Linked DNA regions of Callithrix jacchus: region 2 is linked to region 1. The links are chromatin contacts, called in public Hi-C maps. All regions are on one chromosome and are shown on one strand. Each heading gives the region's core, a stretch centred on a gene start, on an enhancer-like site or on the middle of the called end of the contact. The rest is flanking DNA. Distances are from core to core; before and after follow the strand shown.

What was found. A called contact is a pair of places that touch in the nucleus more often than the background predicts.
Region 2: a Hi-C map of skeletal muscle shows a contact between it and region 1, with 3 times the contacts expected there. The contact joins the promoter of LRIG1 here to the enhancer-like site in region 1. A contact is called at or near these places in 2 of 3 Hi-C or Micro-C datasets (both in skeletal muscle).

What each region holds. Positions count from the first base shown.
Region 1 is chr15:48,213,475-48,221,423 of calJac240_pri, forward strand. It overlaps LRIG1 (leucine rich repeats and immunoglobulin like domains 1), which reads right to left. Exons shown (of 19, transcript XM_035276058.3): 9 at 6,927-7,007; 10 at 817-888; 11 at 20-91. Among named protein-coding and RNA genes, the nearest start is that of LRIG1, 98 kb to the right of the region's middle. Within about 2 kb of position 4,482, at least 2 of the 16 cell types and tissues checked have an H3K27ac peak or open chromatin away from gene starts, as enhancers often do. A contact at or near this core is called in skeletal muscle, where this site is marked.
Region 2 is chr15:48,311,919-48,319,867 of calJac240_pri, forward strand. LRIG1 (leucine rich repeats and immunoglobulin like domains 1) reads right to left here and starts at 3,861. Exons shown (of 19, transcript XM_035276058.3): 1 at 2,969-3,861. The coding sequence starts at 2,982. It overlaps LOC118147988 (a long non-coding RNA gene), which reads left to right. Exons shown (of 3, transcript XR_008476757.2): 3 at 92-197.

The DNA.
Region 1 (7,949 bases), core at 3,232-5,731:
AGGGAATCCAGATACTTACAGCTCTTTAAGATTCTTCATCTTCACAAAGGCGTCAAACTGGACAGATCTGATCGCATTCCCTCCAAGGTTCCTGAAACAGAACACAAATACTTGTGCAAAGAAACCCTAGGTACACCTGGGGTTTTCAAGACAGTCCTGGTTCCACAGATGACCCACAGGGACTAGCCAGACCTGTATCCTAACTACTACAGGTGGCTGCTGTTTCCCAAATAGTGATGCCAGCCCACAAAACCACTCGGGAGCCAAGCCAGCCTTAGGACACCATCACCTTTTCCAACAGAGTTAGACTCAAACTTGATTCAAAGAAGAAATAAACTAAGAATCATATACAGGAGGCAACCGCCCCAGATGGCAACAGCATGAATGTCTCAGGGGTGGCTCTGTCCCCTTCCTCCCAGGTCTCAGAAGCAATCATCACACCAAGTTAAGCTGCTTTACGGAGGCAACAGGCTTGGCCAGGAGGAAGCGCCCTGGTGGAAGAGGCAGTGAGGCCAGGGGCCCATGAAGGATCCGGTGCAGGGGTGAGGCAGTGCAGCAAGACAGGGAAGGATATTTATCCAAATACCAACTGAATTAACTGGGAGCACACCCACTGGCCATATGTTCTGTAACTGTTCCTGGCATAGGCAACGTAAAGGCCAAAGTTGAAGCTGACTTATAATGCGAAGGAAGCAGCTGGTGTTTCCAAATAGCCTGTTTCTCGGTTTACAAAGATGCGATTAAATTGCTAGCAGACGTCCAGGCAGCCGCATTTGGCAGGCCTGTGCCTCAGGGCAGAGCTGGCGAGATACTCACAGGTGCTCCAGGCCTTCCAGCCCCGAGAATGCTCTCTTAGCCACAGACTTGATCTTGTTTCCAAATAGACTCCTGCAGTTTCCAAACATCCAGAAATTGAGGCCAGGGGAGGAGAGAGAAACAAGGAAGGGTGGAGAGTAAGAGAAAGAAAACACACAATTAAAGTAGTGCTACCTGGTAAGTCTGTCCAGTGAGGGGCGGGTGGAAAGCTGACCTGTTCTGATTACAGGTTTGAGGCATGCAGGACTTCCCCTTTCTGAAATGAAATACTTTTATCTTTATTAGAATTTAATAGTGATGACAGGCTGGAATTGCATGCGCCGTCTAGCCTAAAAAGGCCGCTTGCAGTGTCAGGTAGAAATCACCTTGTCCGGCCCAGGTTGTCTCTCTCCAAGGACCACCCAAGGGTGGGTGGTGAAGTTTAGTGATGGCTTGGCAGGAGAGATGAGACAGGTTATGGTTTCAGTGAGAGGAAGCAGAGTCCAAAAAGGAAAGACACGTTTTTGGAATCAAAACTGCTTCCCATGACTGGGCATGATGGCTCACGCCTGTAATCTCTCAGCACTTCGGGAGGCTGAGGCAGGAGGATCACCTGAGCCCAGCAGTTTGAGACATGGACAACATAAGGTGACCCTTTCTCTACAAAACAATAAAAAGTATCTGGACGTGGAGCTGCGCACTGGTAGTCCCAGCTACTTAGAAGGCTAAGGTGGGAAGACTGCTTCAGCCTGGGAAGTCAAGGCTGCAGTGAGCCATGACTGTGCCACTGCACTCTGGCCCAGGGAACATAGGGGGATGTTGTCTCAAACAAAAAACCCCAAACTGCCACCCAGTTCTGAACAGTGCATTCTGGGGCTAAACTTTCCCAAAAGAGGCAAGAAGAGGACAGGAAAACAGGGATGCATCAAGCTGACTCCACAGCTCTCTGCACACAGCCACTGTGAGCTGTGTCCTTGCCTATGAGGTGGACCCCTCAGGCCCTACAGGAGATGCCCCAGCACTTTGGCTCTTAAGCCAGACCCCCAATTATATATGACGTCAGTGGGCCAACCTCCAAGGTTATTGCTAGTGCCTGTCCCCTTCCTGGACTGCCTGACCATGACAAGGGGTTCCTGCCTCCAGGCAACTCTGATCCCAGCCTTAGCATTAGCTGTTAAGAGTTTTCCCAGAAGCCAAAGTCTACACCCCTGCAGAACACAAGGAAAAAATGAGCGCCTCCTCCACCAGACTGTGTGATCTAAAGGGAAGCTGGTCTCTCTACAGGAGAACCCCTAGGGTGGAGAGCCCCTGGGAATGAAGAAAATCATGTTTTCCCCTCCGTGTTATCATGTTCTCTCATGAGAACCCACCAAAGGCATTCCCTCTAATCCAGATGGCACAAGAGACCACCAGGGAACAACTGAAGGCAGTGCTGACCATCAGCTTCATCAACTTGTCAACCTTGAGGTCCACAGGATCTAATGGGCTTGCTAAGAACACCAACTACCAGGAACCAACTCATGGGGATTCTCAGCATCAACAGGTTTGTCCAAGGCAACTGGGTGCAGGTGAGCAGGAGAGGAAGCCCCTGGAGAAAGCCCATCTGGCCCCACACCCTACTGGGAAGGGGACTCCTGGTCCAAGATCTCACCTAGCCTCTGGAAGAGATTGGATTACAGGCTAGATCCATCTTCAACCTGCATTAAGACTGGGACCCATAAGAGAAGATGAGAAGCCCCAGCCCCTTTCCAAAGGGAAGAAAAGAAAGGAAATACAAGCCCTGAAGGAAACCAAAGATGGCAGAGCAGCCTGGGACCTGCCCACCACACGGGCCCCTGCTTCATCCTAACTGTAACAGGCCTCCTGGAAACAGAGGCCTACAGGAGAGCCAGAGGAAGGCACCACCAACCCGCCCGGCCAGCTTCCGGGGCAACCACTCCAAAGGGGCTGATGATCCTCCGTTTCATCAGAAACAGTCTCCCTCCCTGGGGACCTCCATTCAGGCCGACCCCAGAGCTAACTCGAGCTCAGCCCTCAGACAAAGCAAGCTCTGTTTCCTGCCTCCGGAGGATGATGGGGCAAACGGGCCAGAGACCCTCTGCCTTTTTTTTCCTCTCTGAGTTCATATGCACGAATGTGAAAACAATCGTATTCTAAAGAGTTTCCACAACCTCTCTCAGTCTAAAACTTTTATTTTAAAACAAATAAACCAAATGCATAGAAAACCCAGTGGCCATGCTAACCTAGGCTCTTTAACCACAAAACTCACTAGCAAATAACAGCTCATGAGGCACTGCAACCCTGAGTGCTTCAGAGAGCACTGCCAACTTCTACACTTACTCAGCTCCCCCGGCCCAGGCACTGTGTGCCCCAGGTCCCAGTAAAAACGCACTGAACTGTTTAGTGAAATCTCCTGTAAACGAAATCCAGGAAAAAGCTGTGCTTTATTTCATCCATTAAATATTAGTCACATTGACCTGTTTTACAAGGAGGGCAGGCAGTTATTTTTAATGGTGACAATAGCAATAAAACAAATTCTCAAATTCTCAATTACGCAGGAACTAATCATCCTATTGGTGGATTAAGCAGGGTCCTTAACCTTCCCCAGCAGATATCGGGGGCTGGGGTGGGGAGCTGCAGTCAGCAGACTGGGATGGCTCTAATAAAAGGCTGCTGTGAGGAGAAAGGAGAAGAGGACTGTGGGCTGGGAGGACACTATTTCTGTCCCAGAGAAGGAACAGCTGGCTGGACCTCCCAAGCACCAAAGCAAAGCAGAAAGCGAGCTCCGGGGGTCACCTGTCAAACCTCCCATTCATCTCCTGGCCAACCCAGCCAACAGCTCCAAAGGCCTGGTCAGCACCTGCCAAAGCAAGTGGCAGGTACCGGGGGCAGTGCTCAGTACCTTGTACTCATGTCCTTGAGAGTAGCTGTGGCATGTGCACCAGCCTTCCCCCTGACCCACCCACACACACAATGAGTTCCACTGCAGGACCGGCATACCCCACAGGCAGGGATGGAGTCTGCACTCACATCAGCTCTCCAAGTTCCCCCAAACATGCCCCTTCCCATGTGCCCAGTGTGGGACTCGGCCCCTCCCTCCAAGGAATGCCATGGAGCCAGCTGGAATCACGGGGCAGACACTCACTACCCAGGTCACTAACTGCTCCTCTCTGCCTGTAATTTGGGATCCAGAAATTCTCCCTTCCCTCTCGTGTACTGACTCTGTGCCACTATGGAGGCCCCAGCTGGGGAACCGCACAACCATTTGGAAAAAGGTCCTGGGGTGAGTCTACAGAAGAATCCCAGACAAGCTAGGAAGAAAGGCATGTGCTGGGGTCTGGGAACATTCTCGCCCTGCCAGGAAGCTCCAGTGTGAGTAACTCTCCAACACGGCTGTTCGACAGCTGGAAAAATTAAGGGCAGGTCAGCATCCACCCCAAATTCACAGAGGCCGTTTATGGCTCTGCTGCTCACATCTTCCTTTCTTGGAAAACATTTTAATTTAGGTCTGACCTCTGGCATGGTGGAAAGGACCCAAGGTCTTTGAGTAACTCAGCAAAGGCAGGGGTCTGTACCTTCCCACCCTAGGGCAGGCCCTGAACACCAGCCCCTCGAGCTCTCCAAAGACAAACCCATACCAGATGAAGGGGCTAATGGCACTGGCTGCACCCCCCAAAGGACGGATCAACTGCTCTAGAGCGGGGGCAGCTCTTCTCCGTGCACCCCACTTCCAGTGGATCCCAACAGGCCAGATCGGGCCACTCCCATGGAGCAACACGGTGCTGTCTGTGATTACTCCTCTCAGCCACAGCCACAGCACAACTTGCCTGCCAACGTTCTGAGTAGACAAGTAAGGAGGGGACTAATGAGGCCCTGGGTTCTTCCTCTGTCCTTCCCTTCATTCAACAAACATAGACGCAACACCTGTGATATGCCAAACACAGCACTTATGTAACCCTGTGTACCAGGATCACATGGGAAATATTTACTTCTCCGGTTCCCTTTTACTGTGGAAATCTGCACATACCATGCTAGGTAGACAGAGTAGTATCCTGAACCCTAAGTGCCCGTCACATACCTACAATACTCCAGTTATGCCAATCTCACTTCATCTCTACCTCTAGCCACCGCCCATTCTCAAACTCAGCAGGAGTTTACAGAATCCAAATCACAGGCATCGTACCATTTTCTTTCTTAGTCCAAGAAGAAAAGGATTTGTTTTCTTTCTTTTGCAACATACCCATGATAGCATCACATGTAAGTAAGTGATTGCATATATTTAATCATATTAAGGATTTCTTGTTTATTTTTTGTCCCAGCTTCCCCAACTGGATGCATGTCTTTCTCTCTTGCCCTTTTTCAAAGATACATAGAGTCTCCAGCCCCAAGATGCTGACTCAGTGGCTGGGTGGGATGAGGCCTGGATTTTAACAAGTTCCTAGGAGTCTCAGGGCCAGCTCAGTGTGGAGCCCACCACATTATGTGAGTGAGGAAAGCAAGGGCTTGGGCTGACCTCTTGGGGCTCAGGTGGAAGTGCTGAGCCTGGTCTAGCAGGTGGACAAAGGAGATGCGGACATTCAGGAAGGCCGCGGTAGATACATGCAGCACTGGAACCCAGGGGACCCAGGGCCAGGTGCACCTCACGGGCCCTACTTTCTGAGTGAGACAGAGCCTCCCGGAAGCCATAACACCCAGGAGACGGCTCCAGTTTCCTCTGGAGGGACATACCCCAGTGGAACCTGGCAGTGCTGCCCACTCCCCACCTTCACCCTTCAGTCAGTTATGGCTGAGGCCAGGGAGGCTCATGCCAAGGGGCAGCCCCGGTGCTGAACACCTTAGCAGCCCCGTCCCAGGCCTGGAGCTCCTCTTGCTAAGAACAGGCCCCTGCCCCACCCCACTTGGTACTTCTAGCTCTTCCCAGGTTTGCTCTGTACAGGATAAAAAGGGGCCAAGTACTACAGGTTAAAGGCTGCAGAAAATGAGCATTGTTTGAGAGACAACAAGGACAAGAAACACTGACAAGCATCTCTGACATGCTGCTGGAGTACAGGATGCTCAAGAAGAAATAGCTTCCTCAGACAGCCAAAAGAGCTTATTCCCAATCAGACCCATCAAAGGTACAAAAAACCACACTTTTCAGAACAAATCAGAAGCATCTACCGTACAGAAAGACTCTCCGTACCACAGGCTCCACTCGGGCTTTCCAAATATTTACTTTACACTCGCACTCTGCTGAGCTCCCCGTCACTGGGGACGGGTTGGGGGAATGGAGTGGCAACTGTCCCCTCTGTCTTGCCTTCCTCCAAGGCTTCCCTCCGAGATGCCAGTAAACAGTAATAATTACTCAGCACCCCCTGCACGGTCCTTGGATGGCATCTACAGAAAGTGCCAGTGACATGCAAAGTAAACAGGGTGGGCCGACAGGGAGAAAATGTGGGCTTTGGAGCCAAACGAGCAAATCTGGATCCTGCCACTTGACAGCTGTGTAGTTTTGGGCAAAATCCCATCACTTCTCTTTCCTCAGGTATAAAATGGTTGCCTAACAAAGACTACTACCCTCACGGGATCATTAGATATAACACACACGCGCTTGGCAGATTAACTGGCAAAATCTAGGAGCTAGGAAAAAAGAAAAAGACCCCAAACCATACATTCAAAATAGCTGCTACTATGACCCTTGGAAATGCTGTTTCCATTTGAGATGATGGTTAATGATGGAAGTCCTGACAGGAGCCCCACACCCTCACAGCTTACTGAGCTTTATACAACTCCCACAATTCCAAGAAACTAAGTAGCAGGGCAAGACTCCTTTGTACAAAGAGCAATGGCAAATCCCGCAGTTTTCAAGTGAGTTGTGAGTGAAGCCCAAGGGAAGCTCCACCAGGCCACCAAACGCCAGGTAGTCAGTCCCCAAGAACCCAAGGCCTGGGTCGGGAAGAAGACCCCCGGCCATCGAGAAGTGGGGTGTCCCCTGCTCTCTTCTTCAAACTCTTCTCCCCAAACAAAAGCAGCTCAGCATGGAGCCAGCTCTTTTCCACCACAGAGAGGTGTGGGGGGCACCAGAGAAACGTCTCCCACAGAAGTGTCTTCCCATGCATTCGCTGGCAGAGCTCCATGCCGTGGATACTCACAGCTTGCTGAGGCTGTCCAGTCCTGAGAAGGCGCCGCTCGTGTCCTCTATTGTGCCTGAAATCTCATTATGGTCCAGATCCCTGGGGAAAGGACAGAAAGCAGCTCACCATGAGTCCAGTCTGAGCATGGAGGGAAAGCAAACTCCCACCCAGCCTGCTGCTCAGAAGCTGAAGTCCCCTGAAGTCACCCTGGAGGCACAGTCTAGATGTAAGGTGGAGAGACAGAGGGAAGCCCTGTTTCTCAGCCTTCCAACCAGATGACACATGCCTGAGGCAAGAAGCTTCCCTGAGCTCCACCTGCTGCCTGCCTGTCTGTGGAGGCCGCACTCCAGGGAAGGGAGGTGGTACAGACAACCTGCTTTGTACTCTGCCCCCAGAGAGCAGATATCTGGAGTTGGCAGTGAGTATCAGCCCAGAAAGTTCCTTAAGGCTCCCCATCTGCCCTCATACCAACCAGAGTCCCTTTTCTGGACGTAACTGAGAAATTGCAGAAAGCACATGGAAGCAAGCACAGGGCCTGCCCGTGGGCCCTTATGTGCCAGCCAGTGGGTCCGGAGCCCAGAGTCCATCTCCTCCCAAGGCCTATAGGGCGCTGACTGTGAGCCAGGGAGGACATCTGGGTGCTGAGTCAGTCAGACTTGTGACCCATTCGCCAGGATTGGAGGGATGAGGCCAACTCCTCAGCCCAGGCGCCTCCAACAATGCAAATCCCATGGCCGATGACTCAATGGCCTCCCAGCTTCCAGAAGTAGGTCACAGTACCCAGGCGAGACATCACACCTGGTGACCGGACCCCAACCCTGCACACGTTCTGCCCTCTCCAACTTTCCATGAGGTCCTTGGTTCTTAAACTTCCCCCTCCTGAGCCCTTGCAGACACAGGCCAGGGACAGAAAAGGAGCTCTTGGCTCCTGTGAGAAGCTGCAGCAGGAATCAAGGCTGCCAGCAGGAAGGGCAGCTCTGGCTGAAGAGTGAAATGCTGGTGGTGACCTTTCTTTTACAGCAGGAAGCTCACAGAGTGGAG
Region 2 (7,949 bases), core at 2,611-5,110, 98 kb after region 1:
TGGTATACTTTTGTGAATATCCTAGCTTTTGAATGCTCTCTCATCTTTGCTCCACACTCAGAATAAAAATCAGGGTTTGTTCTTCCTCTAGGGCCTGTCTGCCTTCCTAATCCCAATCCCAGTTCACAGAACATTTAAACTAGCAACATTTTGTGACTAAACACTGCTCAAATTTATGACACAGGTAAGAGTCTAAGGTAAACTGTATTTAATATTTCTTAAATAGCTTCTGAAGCCATGCTCTCAAAAATAATTTCAAAGAAAGCAAGTATCTGAGTTCTAAGAAGTTCAGCTTCTTCTCAGGTTCTGGGAAGTTGGAATAAGGCTTGGCAGTAGCTTGGTGCTATTTATGAATGTGCTAGTTGGACCATGCCAATCTCACCTACGTAATGGGCTGGGAGACTGAAATTATGGCTTGACTACTACAACTATAAGTTATTGTGCTGAGTAAGTTATCCTCAGGCCCCAGAAATAAACCGATTATCAGCTCTATTCTGTTTCTTCTATTCACACTGCATTTACATTCACTGTTTAAAAGTTCTACTTTTCTTATATTAGGCCTAGAAGCAACTTCCACATTAGATGCACTGTTTACAAAAGAAAAAAAAAGGTCCCATAAAGCCACAGGTCCCATGCTATCTCAAACCCACAGCCTGAAGTTGTTTGAACTAACGGCAGTAAATCTAGTTCATGGGTTTATAAACTAGCTCAAAGCATTTTCTAGACACCATGGGCTTAGAGCATGTAAACCTGGTGAAACTACATGGCATTTCATTATATCATATAAAGACACTTTCTCCCCTAAAGTCTTGCTGAATCTTGGCCAGGAATATAAATAATATAAATACTCTTATTCCAGAATAAGACTCATGGAGACTAATGGTTTAAATTCAGAAGTCTGAAGTCCAGGAAAAAAACACATTTGCTTGATTTGTCCTTAATCAGAAATAAGATCACTTCACAAATATTTTTCAAAGGATAGCCTTTTCGTACTGCACACTGTGTTGTTACATACTAACCAGAAATCACGATGCTCATATCTTAAAGTCTAATCAGCTAACACCATAATCAAGTATACTAAAGTCTACTGATGCTCAGAATACTCATGTTGGTATTTATTGATCATCAAAGGTGTGAGTAAAAGAGAAGGACTTCAATTTTGAAGGTATTTACCCATGTGAAATGTCACCCTTAGGCAACGGAAAGCCTAAAGAAATAACCAGTATGTTTGCTCAAAAATTAAAGGGCAAGGCAAAGTGGATCTTGTGACCACAGGAAAGCGCAAATAAGAGGACACCCTGTCCTCTCTGGGAAGTTACTGCTGTGGAACTAAGTGCCTTCCCCACAATACCACTGACACATGGCATTGGGAGTCACTCTTCCAACAGGTGAACACTTAACAAGTTAATCTGATTCTGCCCACATGATTCTATTTAAAAAAAAAAAACAAACTACCATATGTAAGGGAAAAATCACAATACCCCAGACTAAATAGATCCTACCGAAGGACAATACTGGTCTCTATCTCGCAGTACCTAACACAGCTCTGCCTCCACCCTACCACCACTGATTTCCACTAACTCAGTGAATTCTGTAGAAGTAGATATTGAAAACCTAACTGTAACTACAGCGTCCTGGTTGTCTTCAGAACTCTGTACTTGTTCGTGGAGCAGTGTCTCGGGCCAAGTCAGATTCTTGCTCCATTTTGAGAGTTACGGGGTCTTTACCTAGAAAGGAATTAACTTTTCTTCCCTTCACGGCAGTCCGAACCCAAGCCACACATTCCTCGGTCAAGCCACAGGTGCTGGTTACAACTTGTGACAGCAGTTTTCTCTTTTTAAAACAGCCATAGTCATGCCTGAGGTTAACTGCTGTGCCTTTCCTGTGTTCTAGGAAAAATGTCCAATTATTTAACTGAAACGCAGACTATTTAAGCTAGGCCTTTTCTGGAAGGTACTACTATACTACTTCTACAGAGATGCTAATTACCCATAATTGAACAAGATTTGACTCATGGACCAGATTTTTTAGAAGTAAAAGAAGGGTATTCTATTCCACCACGTTTACAGACCTCTAATGCCTTTTTTCCTACCAAATCTCCTGAAAGAAGCGTCCCACTAAGTTCTAATAGGCCCACATCCTGACAGCACAGAAAAGAGCCTCTTTCGGGTGAAACAAACTGTTTAAATCAGCCAAGACCCTGGCACCCTCTCCTGAAGCAGCACTACTCCAAAACTCATTTGCACCATTTACGGAGGAGAGCCTCTTGAGAGTGGGCCCCACCCCACTGGATCATCAAGCCCAATGGGGCCCCAGGGAACACACAGGAAGGGTCTGGAACACAGTTCCGTAAAATGCCAACCAGGCGGAAAAGGACAAACTCCCAGCACTCACAGGTCGCCAGGAACTGTCAAAGTCCTCTAACTCAGGGGTCCTCTGGGGAAGGCTGCCTTCTGCACCGCACAGAGAGCCAAGTCAGGTCACCACGGTCTTCGGGTATCAGGAGACGGCTACACACTCTCTCTCTCACTAATAAATAATGTAAACGGATGATTGGAGCCAAGAGTCATCTTCATTCACTACCCATTGGAAGACCAAGGAGCTCAGACACCAAAGAATTGGATTACAGGAGAGGAAAAGGAAATGCACCCACAGACCCCCCACACAAACTTCTTCAAACTCTGCTCCAGACGTTTCCCACCCACCCACCCGCAAATACACTCAGCTCCAGACTCTCACTCACTAACCCCCAGATGGCCCTCACGACGCGTGCTGCCTAACCCCCAAACCTCCACGACCCACGCTCGCTGGTCTCCAGACCCCACGAGGCACGCTCTTCTCCAGGCTCTCTCGCACGCCCTCTCGCCCGGATCCCCACGCAGGGTCTCCCCTCCGCCACCCCAAGCTGACAATCTTCCAGCCCGCACAACTCCACAACCCAGACCTCACAGGCTCCCCGAGTACGAACCCCCGCTGTCCCATCCCGAAGTTACAAAGCCCCGAGGCGCAGGGAGGGCGGAAACGGCGGCACTCACAGGCTCCGCGTCCAGGAGGGCAGGTCCCCGGGCTGCGCCGCCAGCCCGCGCCCGCCACAGTCCAGTAAGTCCCCAGCGCAAGTGCAGGCAGCCGCGCAGGGCGCCGGCGTGCCGGCCGCGGCAGTCACCGGCTCCAACTGAAGCAGGAGCAGCCAGGGAAGGAGAAGGCAAGGCGAACGGCGAGGAGCCCCGACCGCTCCTCCGACCGGCCGCGCCATCTTGTCTGGAGCGCGCTGCGAACTCCGAGCGCGGGGACTGTGAGGACCCGGACGGCCGCAGACGCGGGCGGGCCCGCGGCGCGCTCTGCTCGGCTCTAGGTTCCACGCCGGGGCATGGCACCCGGCCCAAGTTCTCTCTGCGGCCGCGGCTCCGGCACTCAGCGGGACCCCGGTGCCCGGGCTGCTCTGCAGCACCCGGCAGGGGCCGCGAACTGCGCGCCCATCCGGGCCGGCCGGCCCTCCTGTGCTCGGTGCGAACTCCGCCGATCCAGGCAGGGGTGCCCAGTCTGCGCTTATCGTCCACCCAGCGCACGCCGAGTGCCGCTAGCTACACCGGCCGAGGGCAGTGCTGCCGCTGCGCCTGGAAAAGAAGCGTTCAGCCTCGCAGCCCGAGCTCGGCGCCAACGGGCATCTTCCTCTCGGCTCGGAGCGCAAAAACGTAGATCCCAGGCTGGACGGTGCGGCTGGCCCCGCGCTCGGAGAGCCCAGTGCGCCTCGCTGGCCCCGCGTCGCTGGTAGAGAGCGCGCGCGCAGCCTCAGGTTCCGCACGGTTCCACCACGCAGCCAGACTGCGGCGGACCTCGCGGCCGAACAATCAGCCGCTCGCCGCTCGCTTCCCAGCGGCCCAGCCCCGACCGGTCCCCCAGACCCCGCCCCCAGCCGCTCGCCCGCACACACCCCCTGCGCTCCGCGCCCCGCGGCCGCCAACAGACCCACGTTGGATGCTTTGCAACAGCGCCGCGCCACGCCCCCAACGCCTACTGCTCATTGGCTGCCGGAGTCCACGGCGGCCAACCTCGAAGGCCATTGGGCTGCTCGCTGTAATCCCGCCCCTCCCGTTTCGCCGACCACCCCGCCCCCACACTCTTTTCCCACCCAAGGTGTGAAGGGCGGGAGACTGGGAGGAGAAAATAAGGGACGGCCCCCGCCTCTTAAAGGGGACGCGCAGCTTGTTGGAGAACTGGGACGTGGGCTGGGGAAAGGAAGCGTGAAGACAAGCCCTCTGCTTCTAGAAGAGGAGAGAAAGTTAAGACGGTAACGGCCCCGTTTTGGAGCTGTCTGGCCCCAGGGCGTTTTCTCTCTTCCTCAGGCTGCAGGCAGGACCGTAGATTAAAAGCAAACCCGCGCCCATTTTCCAGGTGCTTTCAAGGAGCGAAGACACAGGTTTAATACCTAACACATTTCTTCCTGACTGGGGCATCCTTCCCCCTCGAATTGCCTGGAGCATCTGCTCCTGACTTGTTCTTCACGTCTTAAATCCAGCAATATGTCCTTGATTACCAAAATGGATGTGGGCTGCAGAAACCTAGTTTCAAAAGTGCACCCTCGGCTGCGCGTGGCGGCTCACTCCTGTAACCCCAGCACTTTGAGAGGTCGAGGCGGGCGGATCACCTGAGGGGAATTTGAGACCAGACTGTCCAACATGTACCCGTCTGTACTAAAAAAGAAAAATACAAAAATTAGCCAGGTGTGGTGACAAACGCCTGTAATTCCAGCTACCTGGGAGGCTGAGGCAGGAGAATCGCTTGAACCCAGGAGGTGGACGCTACTATGAGCAAAGATGTCACTGCACTCCAGCCTGGTCTTTCGCAAGTCTCCTTTAAAAAAAAAAAAAAAAAAGAAGTGCACTCTCCTCTCCAGCCCCTAGTCAGTTGAAAGGTACTTCTAGAAATACTCCAGCCTTTGATAAAGAAGTTGCTTTGTTGTTTGGGAGTTTTTGTTTTAATCAGAGCCTTTTTAACATAATTTTCAAAAAGCCATAGTGTAGTCGTAAGAGTCAGAGTTAAAGGAGAAATAATAGTCACAAAGCTTCTTATTTTGGCTCTTACAGATCAGACCACAGTAGTTGTGTGTTATGATAGTACATGGAAACATTAAGGAAGACACACAGACACACATTGAGAAAAAAGGAAAAAGATTAGCACTGTAACATATAGCTGACTTCTGGGTATTTTAGTTTGCTGGTGTCTCATATCCCTTCCCCATAGTATGCAAATTACTAACATAACTGTGCACATTGTCAGGAAAATTAAGCAGGTTAAGTTTGTCGAAAGACATTTGCTCCAGAACATTAAATCTCAGTTGTGTTTTATGGAAGTGGGGTGGGGTGGGAGGTAGAGAGGAGAAGATGTTCCTTAGGGGAAAAAAAGCAAAAAAATAAATAAATAAAAATAAAGGGTTTATTCCATTTTTGACACAATCTAAGAAGTTTGCTTTAATTGAGATGCACTAAATGTATTAAACTTCCCCTCAGCCTTAAGATCACCTCTTTTCTTTAGCCAAAATGTAATCTTCCTATCCCTTCCTCCCCTTTCCTTCTTTCCCTTCTGATTCATTGTGCTCTCAGATAATGGTGCCTCATTTTTTTCTTTTTTAATTTTGCATGAGCTCAGCAGTGATGCCCAAAACAGCACTCGAATATGTGGATAAATCAATTCAAATCTAATTCCCAAGAAATATTATCAGAAAAATGCTGCACCTGACCCATTTGACCCAGAGCTTCAACCAGCTTTTATGTTTCATATGCAATCCACATAAACATACAACTTCCATCTGGACAAGAAGAAGTATGTCCCTTGGTTCTATCCCTTTTGGTAATAATAATTGTAATAAGCAGGGAGAATGGAATTTAAAAGATTCTAAATTTATGAAGTCCTCTAGGTCAGTGTTTATGTTTTTCACGACCAAAGAACACAAAACAGTAATTTAATGTAGAATACCCACAGACCTTTCGTGAAATGAAACTGTCAGATCCTCCCTGTCCCCACCCCAGAATAAAATAGCATATGCAATGAAATTGATTTGAACCGATTGAACTTCTTGAGAAGCTGACCTAAAGTTATCTTTCAGGTTTGTCTCATTTCTAGTACTATAAAATGGGTAATTCTTGCGAAATGTTTTTTCAAATGTGTATGCGCATACTTGTGAGATGCTTTTCTGCAATCCCAGCATTCTGGAGGATAGAATTTAGAGAATCTACAAGGTGAGGGAGTGCCCACAAATCTAAAGCATCCCTTGTGGTATGGTTACCATGTAGCCAGAGAAAAGGATTCCAAAGCCGAGGCACACTTGGGGGGACAGGGCGCCTGAGCCTTGGCAGTTCCTCTCGTCTACAGCAAAGCATGAAGTCATGTCTGCTCCCCATACCATGTATGGAAGATTGCCCACATATTAGCAACCTGCTTGTGATTGCAATAAGAGTGTGAACTTGGAGAGTGGTGATATCCAGCTCAGGGGGGAATTCATCTACAGTTACCACCTAAGATGAAGGAGACCTCAGCAACAACAACGGCAAATGCCTAAGGGAATCTATGTCCCTGCTTAGAAAAGTGCAAGTCTTGGTCCATTCAGCACAGAGCAACAGTTGATGTGGGTACTCTAGGTCCTTATTTTCCTCACACTGCAATTTTCATCGTTTTAAATGCTTATTCCTTGAATGAATCATCCAGGGATTATAGATTTTCCAGTTCATCCTAATCTTCCCCAGGGATAGCATGGAATCAAATCCCCAGTGAGAATCTCTGCAGGTCTCTCTTGACGACAGAAGCCACAGTTAATCATCCTATGCTCACTGCTCAAGAGAGCAACCCAAAATCTAAATAGCCTGAAATCTATTGGGGAGAGAAGCAAATAACAAAATAGCAAGAAAAGTTAACCATAAGGATTTTTTTTTTTAACACAACTTCCTGGGGACTGAATTTGTGCCAGTTTGCTACAGTTCTAGGTGGTGGTCATTAGTGGTCTTAAAGAATGCTGAGATACAGAGGTGCTTGCTTTATCTTGGATGAGATTTTACGCTATGTTCAGTACATTAAAAGAGCACCAGGGTGCCATTCAGGAGAGCTGGGTTCCAGCCAGGCCTTGTTATCCATGAAACCTCTCTTGGAGCCTCAGTTTTCTCAAATAGAAAACAAGGGGCTGGGCATAGTGGCTGTAATCCCAGCACTTTGGGAGGCCGAGGTGAGTGGATCACCTGAGGTCAGGAGTTCCAGACCAGACTGGCCAACATGGTGAATGAAACCTTATCTCTACTAAAAACACAAAAATTAGCCAGATGTGGTGGTGTGCACCCATAGTCCCAGCTATTTGGGAGGCTGAGGCAGGAGAATTACTTGAACACAGGAGGCGGAGGTTGCAGTAAGCCGAGATCGCACCATTGCCCTCCAGACTGAGTGACAAGAGCAAAACCGTCTAAAAAAAAAAAAAAAAAAAAAGAAAACAAGGATAATGGTACTTGACCTGGGTGCTGAAAGAGTAAAGGAAGGATCATTTGATAAAGGAGACATGGGGCCTTATAAACTGTTTAGGTCTACATACATCTAAGGTTTGTTTTCAAGGTGTTATTGAATTGTTAACTCTGAAAAACTATGCGCCCATATGTATAATATAGATGGAAAATCTCAGCAGGTTCTTTCAGCAGTAAAGTTTCTTGTCCAAGAATGTGACAAAGGGTTAATAATTACCTATAAAATCCCTGAAGACTTGCAGGGTGATGACAGCCCTGCTTTGAGCCTGTTTTGTATCTCTCTTCCAAGGAAAATAGAACTGTGCACTCATTAACTCCTTCCTCACAATAATCTTGTCAAGGAGATGGATTGGTGGAGAAGGTAAGTGAGGAGGCTAATGAGTCTGGGAATAGAATATAGAAAGAGAAAGATTTTGGTATCTCCCCATCCCCCATTCCAACATTTGACTT